Linked DNA regions of Arabidopsis thaliana: region 1 is linked to region 2. The links are chromatin contacts, called in public capture Hi-C maps. All regions are on one chromosome and are shown on one strand. Each heading gives the region's core, a stretch centred on a gene start, on an enhancer-like site or on the middle of the called end of the contact. The rest is flanking DNA. Distances are from core to core; before and after follow the strand shown. Region 1 holds the start of SAP (Transducin/WD40 repeat-like superfamily protein). Region 2 holds the start of CYP71B8 (cytochrome P450, family 71, subfamily B, polypeptide 8).

What was found. Capture Hi-C pulls out chosen DNA fragments and counts their contacts.
Region 1: a contact with region 2 is called in a capture Hi-C map of seedling, with 2.7 times the contacts expected there. The contact joins the promoter of SAP here to the promoter of CYP71B8 in region 2. A contact is called at or near these places in 7 of 26 Hi-C or Micro-C datasets (callus, rosette leaf, seedling and 1 more) and 3 of 3 other capture datasets (root, seedling and shoot).

What each region holds. Positions count from the first base shown.
Region 1 is chr5:13,939,312-13,943,459 of TAIR10.1, forward strand. SAP (Transducin/WD40 repeat-like superfamily protein) reads right to left here and starts at 1,556. Exons shown (of 2, transcript NM_122968.2): 1 at 1,269-1,556. The coding sequence starts at 1,475.
Region 2 is chr5:13,879,038-13,883,020 of TAIR10.1, forward strand. CYP71B8 (cytochrome P450, family 71, subfamily B, polypeptide 8) reads left to right here and starts at 2,185. Exons shown (of 2, transcript NM_148037.2): 1 at 2,185-3,079; 2 at 3,274-3,900. The coding sequence starts at 2,378. The coding sequence ends at 3,900. AT5G05265 (a long non-coding RNA gene) reads right to left here and starts at 1,164. Exons shown (of 1, transcript NR_142822.1): 1 at 848-1,164.

The DNA of each region.
Region 1 (4,148 bases), core at 306-2,805, 60 kb after region 2:
TGATATAATACATGGATCATATATCTGTTGATGAATAGAGTTTTCATGTATGTAGAAAATAACCTAATGTGGTAATATAGGACTAACATTGGCAAGGCAAAAAGACAGGACCTTACTTAGGTTTCTTTTCATTCTCTTTTTAGATGTTGTTAAATGTGCAACGACATTTTCTAGTTTTATGAGTCTGTCGTGAGAGGTCACTTTCTATTATTATAATTTTAAAACAATTAGCAGATAAATACCGTTATAATTATAATTCTAAAAAATATTAAATCTATTGGGCATTGGACTAAAGACTGTGCCTAATGTCTATCAACCAATATTTGGAGACAAGAAAGTGTTTAATTTGATTATTATTGTAAGAACTTTTGAGTCAAAAAGTGGATTTCTTGATCTTAAAAAAGGGCTTTCTACATGCCAAGAAAGGAAGATTTAAAGCCAATAAAATAAAATAAAACCTTGATTTTGTGCCCTAAGGGATCCAATTCATAATATAATATTAATATTAGAGTTACTATGCCCAAATGTTGTACAAAGATTACACAAACGAGATGGGGTTGTATGGTCTCCTTAGAGGATCCAAAAATAGACATTAAAAGGTATCAAAAGTAGACGAGAGAACAATGAAAAAGAAATAAACTTATTGGGTAAAAATGGAAGACAAAAAGTTTCTAAATACATAAAAGAAAAACAAAGTCCCCAAACTATATGATATGTGAAAGAGACATCAAATTAATGTCGTCTTGTTAGACATAAAAGTTGGACTTGGACCCATCATAGAAACACAGAAAGGGCGGTTACCTTTCCAAAGGTCAGTTTTTTTTTTTTTTTGTCTCTTCAGAATCCCAACCTTACAAACTAATATCACATTCAATCGAATTGAAGTAACATCATCACTTAATTATGATCTAAAGAGTAAGAATTCGTTATACCAAAAAGAATTAGAACGGCAGAATCAAATCTAAGCTTAGAAACAACTAAAGTACAAGACACTTGAAACAAGCAGTACATTTGACTAGACCAAGATTGTGTCCCTCCACTTAAGTTATTATAGACCCACGACTACTTTGACTTTGTTTTGTCTGCATAAGATCTATGTCTCACTATTTTCAAGTTCAAATATAAGCTAATAAACGAATTCAGATAGTGTAACGAAAATATTACTTTACTACCTGAAGTACATATATATATAGAGAGACACGAGATAATTGATGTGTCTCGACCGTTACAAAACTAAAAGAAGGTATTCAAAGAACGTTAGAACTGACCCGAAAAACGTTGGCAAGAGCCGGAGCTGCGGCGAGGAGGCCGGCGGATGTGGAAGCGTTAACGGCAACTTGAACGGCGAGAGATTCAAGAAAAGGCTCCGGCCAAACATCGTTGGCTCCGCGGCGAGGGCGGGATGGAGATGGGGCCTCGAAAACGCCGCCGCTTCCACCGGCTCCGTTGTCGGAAGAAGAGGAGGAGGTAGACATGAGACGAGAGGGGTTATAAGAGGAACAGGGGAAGAAGAAGAAGCGGAGAGAGGAGAAAGAATGGTGGGGGAGAGAGGAAACAAAGGACAAAAAGTGTAGATAAAGACATACTTCTCCGAGGTGGGGGACCCAGGTTGTGAAGGTATGTTTTTTTCCTATTTTTATTTTCTTTTGTCAAGATTTGTTATTATTTGTTTTTGTTTATTCTTAATAGATGCAGATTTGTTTGTGAAATAGCTTCAATTTTATATTTTTTAGGAAAAGTATTGGTTCAGTATGGTGACATATTTCAAAATTTCTTTCTTTTGATATGCAGATTTTGAATTATAATGGCAATATAACAGCTATATTATTATAAATCACTAGATTTATATTTTGACGATTTTTTATATTTAAAATAGTGTTATATATCATTAAGAATTCAACAATATATTTGCTAAGTTTATTTCCTTCCGCGAACATTAGTAAATTTTTTGTATATGGTAAACTATTGGCTAAACACAAATATTTGTAGATCGATCCATTTTAAAAATGAGAAATAAAATAATATGTATACGCAAAAAATTTGTCAGAGAGATCAAACTCGTAGCACCAAATCTCGACTTTCATACCAGTAGTAAAAACTTTTAAAGCATAGTTTAACATATTTTTTTTTCCCAACATACTATTGTCATTATAAGTAAATAATTTTTGGAAATCTGGTTAAGCATATTCTTATCATTACAATCCTCAAACCTAGAATTCGCCATATTCTGTCATCACAAAACTTAACCCTACTTTTTCTCATATTGCAGCTATCACGATCCTCAAAACCACGGTTCATCGTGAACTTTAGTCCAAACTCATCACAAACCAACACATGAGCATGCGATGCTTTTAAGTTTATTCCTCAATCTAAATATAGAAATATTTACATTTTCTGAAAATTATTCATATATATAGTGCTTTTATATAATTACAATTAACATTTTTGATTAGTATTTTTTAGTTAAAACATTTTTATTCTTTTTTAATTAAAAATAATTAACGAAATAATGATGAATCACGTTATTAAGAGAGAAAAAAAAATAAAGCCACATTATTAACGTCACTAAGAGGAACATTTTGGTTTTCCTCCCAGACATTGTTCATCTTGGGAAAAAAAAATGTCTTCTCTTTTACTAGGTGTTTATCCGAAAACGAAGAAAACCTATTTCTCGTGGCTATTCTCTCTTTCTCTCGTCTCTTCCGCCCGAAACTTTTAACGTCGTTGTCATCGAGTCACATTTCGTCTCAACTCAACTTGTTTCGATATGTGTCAAATCTTTATTTCGATTTTTCCGACAATAATCAGACATCTAAGTTCAATAGCAAGTGATTCCCATGATTAAAACCATTTTCTAAAACCACTGTTATGATATTGATGGTTTTTATCGACGCTTATTACGGCTGATTTTTGCCGTCGATTTACATATGGTGGCTGATTTGTTATTTCTATTCGATTTGATGGCTGAGTTATTGTATGCTTTAGGACTGATTTATGATTTATTAATGCATATGTGGTTGAGTTTGTTTTGTGTTGTGGCTTGGTTACTGTATGTTTTATGACTGATTTATGATTTATCAATGCATATGTGGCTAGGTTTGTTTTATGTTGTGGATGAGTTATTGTATGTTTGACTGAGTTATGATTTATCAATGCATCTGTGGCTAAATTTGTTTTATGTTGTGGCTGAGTTAATGTATGGTTATGGCTGATTTATGGTTTATTAGATGGCTAAGGTTATTTCTGAAGAACAAGCAAAGGATTACCCTCTAAGAATTTACGCAGAAGGAGAGTCTAATCTAGAGAATAAACTCATTAATCACAATATCAAGATGACATATTTCTATGGGATTTAGAGAATTAGTATGATAAGATGTGTGGGATCAAATGAAGGAGGCACCTATTGGAATAATTACTAAGTTATCGAATAGTCAATTCGTGTGGTCTCGTAAGACTGTACATTTTCTATTAAGTAGACAGTTAATAATACTTTTGAAGGAGATTTGGTGTCTCGTTGGTTAATGCTATAAAGATGTTGAGGCCTATTGGAAAGTCGTACACCATCAGTGGTATGGTTTTCATGTTACAGGCTTGGGCATATGATTCAGTCAAATGCTTTGGAGAGCGATATAGGAACGTAGTCAATAAGGATGAAATATCGTTGCTTAGATGGGGTGGAAACCGTACACGTACAACAATGGAATTTGATGTAGGTCAAATTGCTCTAAGTTTACTCCCTCAAATAAGAGATCGTCGTTAGTACTTAAGGGTAAAATTCCACAAAACTCTTTTGTTCACACAATAGGCTAAAGTATCAAAATCAAGCTAGATAGATGATAAGAAAATAAAAAGAAAGCAAGTAAGTAGATAGTGGATTGTGAAGTTGTAAGACAAGATAATAAAAACGTTAGGTTTAGGGTATTCTCAGGAAATAGATGATAAGAGATATAGAAATAGCTAGGATGTTATCGAATCGTTCTTAAACTCAAACCCTAATTACAGAATAAGCGGTGGTTCGCCGTGCTACTCAATATGCCTAGGGCTAAAGATTCCCAGCGGTCGCTTGGCAAATCCCTATATTAAGACATGCATGATAAACGAGTTTGATAAGTTCACCTAAATAGATAGGCCGATTCTTATTTCACATC
Region 2 (3,983 bases), core at 935-3,434:
TCTCTAGAGAGAATAGCCAAAAAAAACTCAAAGATAGAAGAGAAGAGACATGATAGAACATAGAGAAAAGATGGTGGTCAAGAAGAAAAGGAAAGAAAAGAGACAAGGAGAGGAAACATCGGAGAAAACTAAGAGAAGGAAGCTCGACGATCAAAAACTTCAAAAAATAGCTAAAAAAAATAGTTAAAATTTTCTATTTTAAAAACTCTTTGCTTTTTTCAGGTTTCTCGAAATTTGTATCTGAGAGAGTCCCTTACCTACGCTTTTGAGAGAGTCTAGTTATTTTTTTCCATTTTAAACATTTAGGTGCTATATTCTTACACCCCACATTCAAGCATTCGATTTCAAAATCCAATCTACGTTAAGTAATATTATATGTCAGTTCAAATCCATTAAAAACTCAAATCCAATAACGTCCTCTTAGCAACATTTGTATGTGGGTTATTCACATAAAGCGTCTTTATTAACAGATAGAATATCCTTAAATATTAGTTTGAAATACTATGGATATTCTTCATGTATCTAGAAGAATCCCATAACATATTGTATCTAGAAGACTTTCAATATCTTTCACGGTATTAGAGCGCAGCTCTTTCTAAATCGCTTCTTTTCTGATTAAATCTTTTTCTTTTCTCTTTCTCGTCCTCTATTCTCTTCCTGTTTTCTCCAAATTCTTTCAATGGCCGACGCAGTCAATCCCTCTAACAAGATCTATGGAGTCTCTAACATCAAGTCTCACATCTCTGTGATTTTTGATATTGAAAAAAAACAACTAAGATACGTGGAGAGAACTTTTTCTCACCCACTGTCTCAGCTTTGACGTTCTCGGACACATCGACGACACTCTCCTCCCAGCCGATGACAATGATCTCGTGTGGCAGAAACGTGATGGGATTGTAAAGCTTTGGCTTCATGGTACCCTCACCCCAAAGCAGTTTCAAGGCTCATTCATTTCCGGATCGACGTCACGTGATATCTGGTTATAGATTTTTGTTAAATAAGCCAAATTATTCAGACTGTTAAATGGTTTGATTAAACCGATAATTTTTCCGTTAGATAACTTAACAATTCAGCGATGTAACTTATTTAGTAAAATCAACAAAAAAAATTAGGTTGAATTACATTGATTTTGTTTCTTTTATTTAAGAAGGAGTGAACCCAAGAATTGTTCTTTTAATATATTATTAGTAATTGAACTGAAAATGTTGAATTTCTAAACAATAATAAGAAGGAGATAATATACAATAAAATTAGAAATTTAATTCAATTGAGATCAAAAAGTTCGTTTACATCTGAGTTTCCTGCTTTTTGATGGATATTTTTTCTTATGGTTTTGATCCGATCAAAAACCTTATTATATTTCATATGAATTTGTAAGTTCATTCGGACCATCAATCCTGTTCACGAACAAATCAAGTTTGACCATCGATGACGACTTTCATTCCGGCATTAGTCCATGGAATTGTTTTCTTTTCTTTTTAACAAAATCAGTAATTATATTAGTTATTATTTTAAAAATTTAGCACATTATATTGAGATATCGAAACGCTATAAATCTTTTTTGGTCAACATTTGGACCACAACTGGCCGACCCATTAGCCAATTCACTACAAATTGTAGGGAGCGGGACTTGATCTCTAGTGTGATGGTGCCTGTCTTCAGTGGACTTATCTCTATTAATCCCGAAATAAATAAACCTCATAATAAATTTTTTTATGAAAGCCTACCATAGTTAATTTATGGCACTCTACGCGTGCTTGATTATTTTTTGTTTTCTTTAGGATATTTCATATTTCCCATATAATATAAAAATATTAAAAAAATCATCAAACTAAATTAGTTATGGTTTTTTTAACTAATTACCAAATTAGTTATGGCTACACGAATGAGTTCCACAAAAAATGTTTGGATTTGTAGCTTACCAGATTATGTTGTCGGTTTGGTTAGAGATAGAGCATTGCATCTAACCTGTGTTTTTTTTGTGGCTTTTCCCATTAAAAAGAAAACGATATGTCTCGAGAGAGTTGCCTTTAATTAATTCAATTCCTCTGCTTTCATATACAGTACTACAAAAGCCTAACCACATGCATTTCCTATATATTGCCTCTTCGAGAACAAAATGTTATTCACTCCAAATACAAAGGAAAACAGAAACGTAGCCAAAAAAAAAAAAAAAAGAAGACAATGATAAAGTCTATCTTACTATGTTTCTTCTTCCTTTTCCCTCTCCTTTTAACCCTCTTTAAGAAGCTTTTACCTTCGAAATGGAAGCTTCCTCCCGGACCTACAGGTCTTCCGATCATCGGAAACTTGCACCAAGCTTGGAAGATTGCTTCATAGTTCTTTTCACAAGCTCTCTTTAGAACATGGACCAGTGATGCTTCTCCGTTTCGGGGTCGTCCCGATGGTTGTTATCTCTTCCAAGGAAGCAGCTAAACAAGTTCTAAAGTCTCGCGATCTAGAGACATGCTCCCGACCTAAGCTGGTTGCGAACGGGTTGTTTACTCGCAACTTCAAAGACATTGCTTTCGCTCAGTATGGTGAGGACTGGCGAGAGATGAAAAAGCTCGTGGGGCTTGAGCTCTTCAATCCAAAGAAGCACAAATTTTTCAGGTATATCAGAGAGGAAGAGGGTGACTTGCTGGTCAAGAAACTATCCAAATCTTCTCAAACACAAACTTTAGTGGATTTGAGAAAAGCCTTTTTCTCCTTCACCGCGGGTATCATATTTAGAGTCTCCTTTGGACAGAACTTCCGCGAGTGCGATTTCATCGATATGGACAGACTTGAAGAGTTGGTGCAAGAGTCAGAGACCAACGTATTCAGCTTCGCATTCACTGACTTCTTCCCAACGGGTCTCGGTTGGCTTGTAGACCGGATCTCCGGTCAACATTCGAGGATCGAGAAAGCCTTTTCAAAACTCACCAAGTTCTTTCAACATGTAATCGATGAGGAGTTGAAGATTGGACAATCCCAAGATCACTCAAACCTCGTCAGTTCCATGTTGGATATGATCAATAGATCCACTGAATACGGTTCTTTCAAGATCACTTCTGATCATCTCATAGCAATGATGACGGTGAGTGCGAATAATCTCTTAGTTAGTACCATTCTTTTAGGTTCTGTAACTTAAGCAGAGAAGTTATAGCTTGGTTAGAAAGTTAACTCGCAATATAGACATAATTAATTGTCTTGTACTTCTACATCTATTTTCTAATTTATTTTTGTTTTCTCTTAAATTTAGAACCTAAACTACGTATGTCATTTAATCAGGACATAGTTTTGGGGGGAGTGAACGCAGGAACAATCACAATGATATGGACGATGACAGAGCTAACCAGACATCCAAGAGTGATGAAGAAACTCCGAGAAGAGATTCGAGCAACACTTGGACCCAACAAAGAGAGAATCACAGAAGAAGATCTAGAGAAAGTTGAGTACTTGAAGTTGGTGATCAAAGAAACTTTCAGATTACATCCACCAGGTCCTTTCTTGCTCCCAAGACAAGTAATGTCCGACATAGAGATTCAAGGCTACCACATTCCCAAGAACGCACATATCAAGATCAGCACTTACGCCATAGGACGTGATCCCAAATGTTGGACTAATCCTGAAGAATTCAATCCTGAGAGGTTTGCAAATACCTCAATCAACTACAAAGGTCAGCATTACGAGCTTTTACCCTTTGGAGCCGGTCGTAGGAGCTGTCCTGGTATGACTTTGGGAATCACCATTCTTGAGCTAGGCCTTCTTAACATTCTTTACTACTTCGATTGGAGTTTACCCAATGGAATGACCATTAAAGACATTGACATGGAAGAAGATGGAGCTTTGACCATCGCCAAGAAAGTCCCTCTTGAGCTCATACCTACGCTCCCAGCATCACTATGCATTAAATAAGATGACTTTCTCAATCACCTACTTTTGATGGGTTGTTTTGATAATATTTATCTATAATAAAAATAAATGAAGATTTGTATTTT